Linked DNA regions of Macaca mulatta: region 1 is linked to region 2. Evidence: chromatin contacts called from public Hi-C data. All regions are on one chromosome and are shown on one strand. Each heading gives the region's core, a stretch centred on a gene start, on an enhancer-like site or on the middle of the called end of the contact. The rest is flanking DNA. Distances are from core to core; before and after follow the strand shown. Region 1 holds the start of PHTF1 (putative homeodomain transcription factor 1). Region 2 holds the start of RSBN1 (round spermatid basic protein 1).

Region 1 (6,748 bases), core at 1,540-4,039, 54 kb before region 2:
TTCTAAGAGCTGTGTAGAAAAAAGTTTAAGAATCTGAAAAACTTAAAACCATAGTCTAGGCCAGGCGTGGTGGCTCATGCCTGTAATCCCAGCATTTTGCGAGGCGGAGGCGGGCAGATCACAAGGTCAGGAGATCGAGACCATCTTGGCTAACACGGTGAAACCTCATCTCTACTAAAAATACAAAAAAAAAAATTAGCCAGGCGTGGTGGTGGGCGCCTGTAGTCCCAGCGACTCGGGAGGTTGAGGCAGGAGAATGGCATGAACCCGGGAGGCGGAGCTTGCAGTGAGCCAAGATCATGCCACTGCACTCCAGCCTGGGCGACAGAGTGAGATTCCGTCTCAAAAACATAACAAAACAAACAAACAAAAACCCATACTCTAAGCTAGTGATTGAATAAAATAGGGGACCATACGCTGGATTCAGGCCACAAATGGATTTTATTTGGCTTGCAGAGGAGGAGGAAGAAAAGGAAGAGTCTCTTAAAAATCTGACATAAAATGCACAATATATTTCATATAAAAATGTGTATTTCCAGCTTCTCTTGAAAAATCTGAAACTCTGGCAATATTTGGACCTGCACTGCCATGTAGTAAAAACTGGCCAGAGCTAAGTAACCCAGCCCTATTTACATGGGACATTTGCTCTCTAATTCATCACAGACCAACTCACCCCTTTCTGTTTTCCTGATAGTGAGGCCAAAAATCAAGTGTCACTTCTCATTATGCTTGCACTGTTTTTCTTATAACCTTCAAAGATTAAAGAATGCCATACTGGTAGTTAAGTGAGAGTTTACCAGGTAAGTACAATTCCACTCTTCATATTAATGCAGTGAAACATAGGCAGAATCAAAGAAACCAATTTACCTTAATCTGAGTCTGTTCGATTGACTTTTCCCATATCTGCTGATCGTAGGCTCCAATCTGAAAGAGGGAGTAGTGTATTTAAACGATGCAAAGGAAATCCTTACCTAAGTCAAGCCTCACAAAAGTCATGAGCCTATTAAGTATCAATATGCTATGTGGAAAATGTTTGTGCTACTCAGGGGTTAGAATAAATTAATACTTCCAAGGACTGTTTCTTTCAAATATCTAAAATAGCTGGACCTAAAAGTAAATTCAAAAGCAATGCCCAAAACATTTCAAATTAAATATTACCTTAAAAGATATTTCCACTTCTTGGGCGGGCATGGTGGCTAACACCTGTAATTCTAGCACTTTGGGAGGTGGAGATGGGTGGATCACCTGAGGTCAGCAGTTTGAGACCAGCCTGAACAACATGGTGAAATCCAGTCTCTACTAAAAATACAAAAAATTAGCCAGGCGTGGTGGTGGGCGCCTGTGATCCCAGCTACTCCGGAGGCTGAGGCAGGAGAACAGCTTGAGCCCGGGAGGCGGATGTTGCAGTGAGCCGAGATTGCGCCATTGCCCTCCAGCCTGGGCAACGAGAGCGAAACTCCGTCTCAAAAAAAAAAAAAAAAAATCAAATCCACTTATTAAGGAAAACAGCAATAGAAAAACTAGAGAGGAATAAAATACAAGGAACAGCTCAATAAGACTGTTAATAGTATCAATCTGAGCTGTGCAGATTAAGGTTTCATGTCTTTTTTGTTTTTAAGCAGTTTGATCAGAAGCAAACTTTCAAAGCATTGCGGTGGCATTGTGTACGCAGCCTGGAGAAGGGAGGTGGCCTGTAAACCTTATTCCAGGACCTGGAACCGGGTTTAAAAAACATAATGACCTTGTACATCTTTTTTTTTTTTTCCATTTATGTTGAAGTATACATGAACACCTGGCACTACCAAACTCAGGGGAAAGTAATATACTATTTGTGAGAGCTTTTTGCAGGAAGAATGCGTTACAAATAAAATATATATATATTGGTATTACCTTCTTTTGGTACCACGATATAGCATCTCTCTCATTCGAGGCCATCTGTGTCTCCAGCCAGAGAATGGGATTTCACTGAAAATGAAGGAAAACCAGTCGGTGAGTCCAGCTGCTGAAGGTTACTCTCCCAATTTGGGTAGGACTCAAAAACCGCTTCTCTCAGCCTCTCCATGAGCTGCTCTTTCTCCAGCTGTTTGCCAGGGAAAACACAACAAACAAACAAACAAACAAACAAACAAACAAAAACTGGCGCAGCGGCGACCGGAGAAGCCTCTGCAATATTTCGGGCGAGCGTGTTCCTGGGTGCGGGGGAGGGGCAGGGGCGGCCGCTGGAGTCGCCCGGCACCCGCCTCCTTCGCTCCCCGGCGTCCGGCTCTCACCTAGCGCCCGTTGCCCCGCGGGCCGGCGCCCGGGACCTTCGTCCTCAGTGCCCGGGGTCCCACCGTAAGGCCGGGGGCGAGGCGGCGGGCAGGGCAGGCCGCATCTTCCCACCTAGGCGGAAACGCCGGCGAGACCGTTACCATGGAGACCGCGGAGGCAGCCCCAGCCCCGGAGGCAGCCGGGCTGCCCAGCGCCCTGAGGGCGGCAAATCGATCGCGGGTCCGAGCCCGCCTAGAGGGTCACGGACTGATCAGAAAATAAGCAGAGAATGGACTGGAAAACGAGGGGGATTAAAAGTAAAGGAGGTCTTCGCTAGGCCGCCAGTCGCCACGGCGACAGCAAAAGGTGTGCCCAGCTGGAAAAGACAGGTGCAAAGGCCCGGGACCCCGAGAGCCCGGGAACCCGAGAGGCGGCCGCGGCGGCGGCGGCGGCGCTCGTCTTTTCCGGGCCGGGCCGGGCGGCAGTGACTCAGCCGTCTGAGAGCTGGGCTAGAGCCGCTCAGCCGACCACCGGGTAGCAGCCTTCGGCTTCCGCTTTCCGGCTTTCGCCGCCGAGGTGGCTCCGCCCCTGGCCCGGGCCTTCCCGCCCCGCCTAGGTCCAGGCTCCGGGTCCAAGGGCCTGGGGAGCCGCGCGGCGATCGGTGGCCAAGAGCAGCTCCCTCAGATCACCCTTCAGCCCTCCGCTTAAAAGTCACTTCCTCACAAACGACTCTCCCATCCAGCGGTCTAAAGGAGGTCGGTCCTGATACTCTAGTAGCTCCCGGCTCATGTCTTTGTGGCACTCATCTTCGTGTTTCATGGCTTAATCTCTGTTCCCCAGTGGGCTGTGGGCTCCATGAGGTCAGAGACTGGGGCCTGGCACGAACGTGACACTTAGGTTCCCAATGTTTGTTGAGTGAATGAATGAATGTTTATGTGAATTTACGCTGCCCTGGGAGGAAGGGCCAGGCTGCGGCTTAGTGACTCCCTTCCTCTCCCGCCCCTCAGCAGCTCTGGGTCTGGAGCTTTCTGGGGCTCAAAGGTAGGGGAAAAAGAGGGACAAGTATTGGGCAGTCACAGCTTTTTCCAAAATAGGGTAAAGTTAGGTGGCGGCGGGAACACGTTAATTAGGGCCGATAGAGGTCAGGAGAAAGGAAAGAAAGGTTGAACCCTAAAGTGAATATTTAAGGATACATTAAAAGGATTTTTAAGCTGCTTTCCTTTTTTTTTTTTTTTTTGGCCATTAATGGAACACTGTCCCCTTAGTCATTCTCCCCACCTTATTTGAAGCTGTGTTCTTGTTGGCCCACAGCCTGTAGCATCTGGGTCAGAGAAAGCTAATGACAGATGATAGCTTCCACTTAAGAAAGGCTAAAAGGCGCGGTTTTACAGACATTATTTCTTATCATCTATTGAGTGGGTACCAGGTGGAAGTTATCCCATTTCACGTATGAGGAAATCGACTAAGCTAAAATAACTCCCACAGGACTAAGTTTTACAAATTATTTCCCCCAGACTGGGCGCAGTGGCTCACGCCTGCAATCCGGGCGCTTTGGGAGGCCAAAGCGGAAATGTCGCTTGAGCTCAGGAATTTGAGACCAGCCTTAGCAACATGGCCAGACCCCATCTCTAAAAAAAAAAAAAAAAAAAAAAAAAATTAGCCGGAGATGGTGGCACGCACCTGTAGTCCCACCTGCTTCGAAGACTGAGGCGGGAGGATTCGTCTGAGCACAAGAGTTCGAGGCTGTAGTGAGCTATGATTGCGCCACTGCACTTCAGCCTAGGCAAGAGACCCTGTCTCAAATAAAGTAAAAATTATTTTATCCTTTTTACATTGCACACATTGGCAGTGGTTTCCTTTTAATCCTTGACAGCTTTTCCTTTCGTTAGTGCTAAACATTACAATTCTGTTGGGCTTCAAGACAAATGACCAACTTGAAAAAAAAGAAAGATAAATGACAAGTGAAAAACGTCGAATTTTGCACACGTAAATATTTAACCTCAATTACATTAATAGCAAAAGTACTTTACTTCATTGTTTGGCACACAAAAGATTTTCCGGGCAGTGTGTGGAGGAACTAAATCAGGTAAGTAGTATTAGAGGATAGTGGTTAAGTAGCAAACCATTTTTCAGGTGCCCTGTTGGAAACTATTCAGTGCTTCCTAAGGCTACCAGAGAACAAGGTATGAATCCTTGCTCCCAACCAATAATCTGTGATCTTAGGCAATTTATTCAACTAACAAGCCTGTTTTCTCACCTGTATTTTGGAGATAGTTGCCTTCTTAAGGATGTGAGGATTAAATGAGATACCCTCATACAAACTTCCTGGCCCATGGCAGTTACTCAAAAACTGTGAAGTCCCTTTCTTTTCCTTTCCTAATCAGAATCAAAGGCTATCAGTGCTTAGGAAAGGTACCTCAATTAAAGGTAAGTTCACACAAAAACTGATGAGGAAAGAAATCCATTTTGTGGTGTTGCATTAATACATCAATGACATAAAAGTCTATACGCCATCTTCATTAATACTCAATGAACTTCAAGAAAATCCACATCACCAGAATACAAATTTAAGACTGTCCTTTTAAGTAGATACACACTAATTTAAGCAATTAAGAGGCATTAACTACAACAAATGCCAAGTGATTTTTTCTTCTTCCCCTAAACTAATTGCATCTCAATATGGATGGAATTTTCCCCAGACATCTTTAGAAAGAAAAGTCCTAAGATTTTCTAAAAAAATTTTTTGTAGTAGGGGATAAAGTAGGTGAAGGATTCGTCCTCTAAAAATAGGTTCCAGGTATTTAGAACTCGCATATGCTATGCATTTTGTGATGAAACACCAGTAAAGGACAAATCAGACTTTGTTTATTAAAAAAATACTTTACAGGAAAAAAAAAAAAACTATGCATTCCATTGTCCTATTTTACAAAGAAATAGCTTAACAATTTAACACACTTAGACAGCTACAAAAAAGCACTGTGTTAAAAGGATTATTCACACAAATTTAGATTTAAGACTATTCATTAAAAACCTTTTTAAAACACTTGTTAATGTCAATAAACAAACTAAGGCCACACAACGCAAATAGTCCGCCAGGCAAATATACATTTCATCTATATGCAAAGACCTCTTAGATAAATAAAAGCCACAGGAAAAAAAGTCTTAGCTGCCAATCAAAATGGAGTTTAGTCACAGAAAACACTATTACATGAAAATTTACAACATGTGATAGTAGTACATAAGTATTTCTTCAGAGAGAATTGAAAAGTGCTATATTTTAAGAGACAGTGGTCTCAACTACATGCACAAGTGGATCCTAAAAAATGTATGAAGAAAATGGAAGGCCATAATATTTATGGAGAGATACTTGCTTTTAAAGTAACAAACTTTCAAGACAAGGATAGGTCCCTTACGTGCTAAAGAAAAACATTTGTACTGTGCATTTCCTCTACTTGCATGGCCAATAAATACAGCTACAACCTGTTTGAAAAACAAAACAGCACAGATGTGAACCTCTGGCATGTGCTAGTGAAAGATTCTTTTTTAAAAACGTGTAGCAATGATAAAAGATTAGAAAGATACAAAATTATCCTAAAGGCATAAATGCAAATAAATTTTTTATGGCAAATACAGATGAAAATATAATGGGCTAATATTAATGATTAAGAATATATTCACTAAGGGTTTTCATGGATTTGGGAGTCTTGTTCCTATATTAGCTTTCATTCTAGACAATATTTATATAAGGAAAGGCAATAAGCAAGTTTTTTCCAGTCATTAAGTGTGACTTTTATGCCTAGTAAGACTGATGCAAGACATCTTTTCCCAAAGTTTAGTAAAGAACTTTAATAAGCTCCTTTTTCCCCCCAATAAGAGCTTATAATATCAGTCAACTGGTATTCCAACTGTCTCTTAAGGGGAAAGGGCACTTTTCAAAAGTCTTTCACTAAAAAATAATAAAAGTACCAGTTAAACAAATTCTAAGTACTGAATAAGCAAATTAAAAGTACAATTAAACCTAGGAATCAATTTTTAGAGTTAAAACTTTGGAGGAGGGAACATACTATGTAGGTTTTCATTATTATTGCTTTATGAATTTGGGTTACCGCTTTGAATCATCCTACTCCTAGCATATCTTGGTATCAAGAATTACTTCTGGGGCAAGAGGAAGACTTTTATCCTTTTTAATGGGTACCATGAAATTATTCTACTTTACTAAGTTAGGAATATTCATTTATTGGGTCCTTTCCATAAGCACATTTAAAAACCATCCCTCTGCTCCACAAAATATTAAAACTTATAGCCACATTGTGCAAGTAATCTCAAGAGCTGGCACAACGGATAATATATCAAAAAGGAAGATCAGCTTAAATTTCAGTTACAACTTCACTCCCATCACTACTTTAACAAATCAGAAGACGCCAGATTGCTCCATGCCTCACTCCACCAAACCAAATAATTTAATGATTTAGAAAAATTGCAATCATTTGTATCACTA
Region 2 (6,486 bases), core at 2,526-5,025:
CTTATATAATAGTCTCAAAATGACAAAATTACAGAGATGAAAAACAGGTTAGTGGTTGCCAGGGGACAGGGACGATAGAGAGATAGAGGGAGTGCCTAAGTTTGTAAAGGGTTTGTGGTGGTGGAATAGTTCTGTATCTTGATTGTAGTGGTGGTTACACTAATGTACATATGATAAAATAGCATATAACTACATATACATTGTTCCAATGTCAATTTCCTGGTGTTGGCATTATACAATAGTTACGTAAGATGTAGCTACTGAGGGAAACCGGTAAAAGGTAAGAACTCGAGTATGTTTGCAATTTCCTGTCAATCATTAATTATCTCAAAAAAAAAAAGTTAAAATAGTTTCCAAAAATCTGAGGATAAGCGAAGGAAAGACATAGCTTTGCAAGTAACAAGAATCTGCCCACTCTCCTTATTAATCTTAGAGTTGTTTTAAGGACCATGCATAATAAAATAATAAAGGCCAGTTTTAACTAAGTGCCTACCATGAGCCAGGCACTGTTGTAAGTACTTTGACACAATGCCCTATTTAATCCATACAAGGTCCTTATAAATGATACCACAATCCCATTTTACAGACAGGAAAAGTGCGGTTGAGAGAGGGTAAAGCAATTTGTTCAGGTTCACACAGAAAGAGAGTCATGATTTAAACTCAGATTAATACCAGAGGCATGCCTCCTGCATACCACTGTAACAACAAACATGTTCACAGGACAAGAAAGGTATCAGTCCAACTATGTGCAAAACCCTGGATTAAACAAAGTTAAATCAGTTTATTTTCTGTAGGGTTTTCAAAACTTTTAAAATGCCAGTTTGCCAGTTCATATTACATATGTAGAAGGCTACAGTATACAGTTTTTCTCAAATGTATTTGACCAAAAAACTCTTTTTCACCCAAAATATAGTTTGGGTATATAATCCAACAATCTCTCAGTCAAAAGTTAAAATGTTTAAATGGACTTATCTTAACCCACTTCTCTTCTTCACGTATTGGCAAACTACAGATATTTAGAGTGGTGTTGTCCAATGTGGTAGCCACTAGCCATATGTGACTAATTATAAATTAATTAGAATTAAATAAGATCAAAATTTCAGTTCCTCAATCATGCCACATTTCAAGTCTGTTCAGGAACCACATATGGCTACCATATTGGTCAGCACAAATACAGAAAATTTCCATCATCTGAGAAAGTTCTATCAGTCAGCATTGGGTCAGAAGCGTGTTTTTTAAAGAACGTGGGGCCTGTGTAATCTTCAGAGAAGCAGATTGTGAATTATTACACATGCTATCGCCACTATCCCCCATAAAACAGGGCCAGGTCAGGGATCCTTGATGATATAAAGCCACTGTAATGTCAAAGCACAGGGAAAAGGTAAACAAAGGAGTGGAAAAAATGAATAGCAGGAAGAGAAAGCAACATCATGAGGCCTGGAGATGAAGCTCGAAGCAGGATTCAGGAGTCTGGTTTCTACTCCCTGTTATGTCAATAATTCATCTTTTTAAAAAATATTTAAATTTTTTGCACTTGGTGCGAATTAACTGTGATTTGATTAAGCAGGCCTCTTTACTACTTTGGGCCTCAGTTTCCTTTTCTACAATACAAATTTAAGCCAGAGGATCACTGATTCCCTCTAGTTCTGTACAGTTAACACACACACACACACACACACACGAAATGAGAAAGTAGGGAATAAAGGTAAAAATAAAAAGAGAGCAAGATCATTGCATATTGGCGGTGAAAACTGGCAATTCTGTCATCTTGCCACAAGTTCTACTGCCAAGGATAAGATTTGGATGCCACCAAATGAATAAAAATTTAATGCTATTCAATAAATACTTATTGACCAATTATTTGCAATGAACTACACTATTTGGAAATAGCACCACCAAAAAAAATGATTAGCCTTAAGACTCAATACGTGGAAAGAATGCAAGACTCACAAAACTTTAGGTTGAAAGATCGGTTAATTAACACGTAATAACCTAACTGGCCCAGTACTAAGAAACAAAGAAGTATTTTAAATCTCCCTGAGGAAAAACAACTAGCAAATTATATAAAATAATATATAAAGTACAAACATATGGCATAATCAAAAGCATCATATTTGTTCCACAAAGAATATAAATAAATGCTACAGGTACTTGGGAAAAGGAAGACATCAGTTTTGGCCAATCTAATTTTTCTAGAACCCACATTTAATTGGATACTCTGACATTTTCTAGTTAAATATTCTTGAGGGCTATTGGAATTAACAGATTCACAAATTGTGCCAGACAGAATCAAATGCAACTGGAATTCCAGCCTCTACTATCTACTGCACAAATTCCCACTTTTCAGAGGCACTGTTGGTCCTATTTCCTAGTATCAAAGGGTAGAGAAAACTTCCACACGACTATTCTAAGAATTTAAATGGATAATATGAAAACTTTAAAATGATTTTTATCTCTAGATTAAAAAGAACCAAGATTAATTGCGTGTGATATTTTATCTTCCAGAAGCTAAGTCAACCAGTGAGTCGTGTAACCTTTATATGAATTCCCTTCTGAAAGACTGGAACCATACCCCTGACTATTCTGGCGCAAGGGAGAGCGGATACTAAAGCTTTCCAGCAAGCAAAACAAGGAGAAGGGATTTTAGCAACATGTCTTTTCTTTGGAAAGGCATTTTTTAGTACCCCACCTACTAATCTAACGCGGCGCGGAAACCCTGCAGAATTTGAAAACAAATGCTGAGGTTCCGGGGGACTGGCAAAGGGATTAGTAACTGACAGCTCGGCCTCGGAGCGAGAAGCCTCAAGTAGTTAGATCAAACCGTGTCAACGATCTGAAATCCAGGGTCCACCCCAGTGAGCTTAGGGAAGTAGAGCAGCAGATGGTAAGCAGGGGTTTGGCGTCTTTCAGTCCTAAAGATGCAGGATATCGGAACTGAGAGAGACCTAGAACCCAAGTCGGGCAGTTTGCCTGCTCTCACCTCTCTTGGGGGCTTTGATCAGAGGCACCCCTCCAGTCCTCTCGCCGTTTTCCTGCTTGTCCTTGTGCTTGAGATCCGTTCCGCAGGAGCTGGGGTCACCATCGGAGCCGCGGTGGTGATGGTGCTTGTGCCGCTCCTTGTGGCCCTTATGCTTGGGCCCGGCCGCGCTCACCGTCAGAGGCGAGAAGGTGAAGAGGGCCGAGGTGCTTGGGGCCGGGAGAGGGGCAGCGACAGCGGGCCCGGCGGGTGCCAGCGAAGGTGGCGGCGGAGGCGGCAGGAGAAGAGGCTCAACAGGGCCTGGGACAGTTGGGGCTGCATTCGTTGGCGGCAGCGGCCCAGGATGTTGGCGGCTGCGACGCCGCCGGTGAGGGGGAGCGAGAGAGGGCTCCTGGCTCGGCCGTCCCCGCTTCTCCTGAGACCCCCCACTGCTAGATCGGCGCTGCCGTTTCACTCCCCGCGGGGAGACCCCAGCAGGAGGTTTCTCCTTCCCCTCTTTGTCCGGCTCCTCCTGCGCCGCCACCGCCCGTACTACGCGCACCGCTCCGACCTGCGCAGCCATTTCACCCACAAACACACATTTAAATGGCCCGACCGCCCCCCCGTCCGCGCATCGCGCAAGCGCCGCCCGCGCACTGCCCGCTGGGCATTGGAGTCTCTCCTCCGCCCTCCACTTGTCGGCTGTTCTTCGTCCAGAGATAAACATGCCGGAAGCGGCCGTTCCCAGCTTTTCTCCGCAGGCCTCTCCAACCGAGCTTCTATTGTAAAGCACCGTGTGCCGCGCAAAGCATTATGGGAGCTGTAGTTCCGCCGGGCCCCGCGCCGCGTCCCCGGCTCTGAGTGGAGGAGCGGAAAGGGAGCGTGCGCGGAGTCACGCTTCTGGCTGCGACGCAACCGCCGCTGGGCGGTGAGTTGCCGCCAACCGCCCTAACGGCCGAAACAATGTTAATGGCTTTTAGAGTCTGGCGGCGCGTTCCCATTAGCATCTTCCTATGACCCTTCCTCGTTTACACGGAGGAGGTGGTCTCCACAGTGACTTTTAAATTTAATATTTCTCTCATAACCTTTTTCAGGTAAAAAAATCTTCATCCTTTAAACTTTTACGGGGGATGAAATGAAGGTGAAAAGAAGATTTAGTAATATGTAAAATAAGGGTGGTTTTGCTGTAAAAATATGATAGGGCCGCAATTCAGAAATGTTTTCAAGCATCTGGGGCATTGCTATGGTTACAACTACAGGCCTACGAAGTCAGGTCCGAGAACTGCTTGGGGTCCTGGTGGGGGCGGCCCCTCCTTGCCATCGGGCCACATCCCCGCTAATGCCTGGAAGAGTCTAGCATTTATTTTTAATATATCCCTACAGTTAAGAAAAATTGTAGATGGAAAACCATGTTTAAGATTTTTTGTAAGTTTTTTTCCCAAATCTTAAGGATAAGGTTGCATAAATTTGAAAAGTGTGCCTACCAGAGAACACACCACAAATCGTCACTGTTCACTACGGATAGCTGCTGCTCAGAAATTCATTTAGAATTTCATCCTCGCTTTAGCTTTTACCTGGGGTTCTTTTAGGTATTTATTTAGAGACGGGCGGGGCGGGGCTCTGTGTCTTAGGCCGGCAATCCCAGAGCTTAGGCCGAGGCAGGAGGATCGCGTGAGGCCAGGAGTTCGAGATCAGCCTGGGTAACAGTGAGACTCTGTCCCTACAAAAATATTTTTTAAATTATCTGGGTGTTGTGGCACGCGCCTGTAGTCCCAGCTACTCGGGAGGCTAAGGTGGGAGGAGTGGTCGCGCCACTGCACTCTGGCCTGGGTGACAGATCCAGACCCTGACTCTTAAAAAAAAGAAGAGAGAGAGAGACAAGGTCTTGCTCTATTGACCAAGCTGGCCTCCAACTCCTGGGCTCAAGGACTGAGTAGCTTGGTCTACAGGTGCACTCATGGCGCCCTGGGTGACTCATAGTTACCTAGGATTCTTTTAATATATTTGTTTCTTGTTAAAGACATTTGGAAGTAATTGATTACAATGATATATATACTCAGCAGATAAAATTACTGTGGTTTGATTTCACTAGTTTCTGGAGAAGTATTACCTAAACACTACTGCAATGAAGTCAGTTTAAAAACAACAAAGTTTATTGATTATCTATTGGATACATTGTACTACAACAGACAGCTAATAATATTTCATTCAGTTTGCCCTACTGAATGAAAGATACTGAAGAACAAATGATGTTTAAACAATACTACGTGTTTCCAAAAGTTATAAATAAAGTTATTTAAATAAAAATATTTTTAATGCATTAGGGGAAGTCAGGTGGATTCTTTGTAAAACACAATTACCCACCAATTTATTCACTACATAAAATTAGAGTTGAAATAGATTTTCTTATGGCAGATCCATATTCATATAGAAATTCATTTTAAACTAGTATTTCTGATGGTCAGATAAAAATTGCACATGATCTGAAAGATCCTGTATAAACATATACAATTTGTATCTTTTGCTACCAAAAGATAGCTATTATATTTCATTGATTACTTTTCTAGAATTGGTAATTTAATGACTTTGATTAAAACTTATCAGTAATGCAGTTGAACTCCTTTGTTGTTATATTCAAATAATTGTCATTATTTGCACATTTTATTTTTGTAAATATAATTTCTCATTTTCTTAATATTCCAGTTTTCCACAATATTTGGGAAGATTTACAAGGTATACTTCATTTAGGCAAAAATAACTTAGGGAATAGCCATTGTCAAGAGCAATTTGTATTGCAACCCACAAGGTAAGTTCCTTTTTTAACTTTTTATAGTACATTCTGGTAATGTAGAAATTAGTTGAGATCCAAATCTTACAAACCTTTTGAAGTTTACGTTTATGTAAAAAAGTAAAAGAAAATAAAAAATAACTGGCAAAAATGAAAAATCCATTCTAAAAGTGTTTCTCATATAGCATTCTCTACATAAGCTCAAGTGACAAACTTTTATTTGCAGTTTTCAACTCAATGTAAATGATATGAAAATGCAAAACTTACATTTTGCTTTTCTTTTAAAAGCTATTAACACATTAGCATATCTTCATATTTGATATTATGCGTATAGAGCACTTATTTTAGCTAGCAGTATTCCAGTAGTTTTATTTGCAGGTGTACTTGCAGCCCATATGCTTACAAATCTGGAGTTTTATTAGATATTCCAAGTTGGTGGTGGATTCCTTGGTCCTTTGGGTTTTGAAAAACGGTTTGCAAAACCTGGGAACAAAAATGAAGTTGAATGAAAAAGATGTTTTAAGTATAGAAATGAATACTTGGATTTTAGAGTATAATATATGCAAATACATGGTCTTTTTTTTTAAGTTTAGGCAGCATCTTGACCAATTTAGTAATAGATTATAAAAGGATTATAGTAATATAAAGTTTAAATGATAACAGAATACTAATAACACTTTAAATTTGAAGAGCATTTACAAATTTAATAATGGTAATAATAGAATGTAGGACCCTGGTTATA

Evidence for each region. Hi-C and Micro-C count contacts between places; a contact is called where the count stands out from the background.
Region 1: a Hi-C map of cortical neurons shows a contact between it and region 2, with 3 times the contacts expected there. The contact joins the promoter of PHTF1 here to the promoter of RSBN1 in region 2. A contact is called at or near these places in 2 of 14 Hi-C or Micro-C datasets (CD4 T cells and cortical neurons).

What each region holds. Positions count from the first base shown.
Region 1 is chr1:126,500,868-126,507,615 of T2T-MMU8v2.0, reverse strand. PHTF1 (putative homeodomain transcription factor 1) reads right to left here and starts at 2,789. Exons shown (of 20, transcript XR_013399596.1): 1 at 2,271-2,789; 2 at 1,891-1,965; 3 at 868-924. RSBN1 (round spermatid basic protein 1) reads right to left here. Exons shown (of 7, transcript XM_001110110.4): 7 at 5,094-6,748.
Region 2 is chr1:126,448,540-126,455,025 of T2T-MMU8v2.0, reverse strand. It overlaps RSBN1 (round spermatid basic protein 1), which reads right to left and starts at 3,775. Exons shown (of 7, transcript XM_001110110.4): 1 at 2,981-3,775. The coding sequence starts at 3,683. LOC107000335 (a long non-coding RNA gene) reads left to right here and starts at 3,884. Exons shown (of 4, transcript XR_013399597.1): 1 at 3,884-4,050; 2 at 5,660-5,762. It overlaps PTPN22 (protein tyrosine phosphatase non-receptor type 22), which reads right to left. Exons shown (of 21, transcript NM_001261076.1): 21 at 5,197-6,227. The coding sequence ends at 6,163.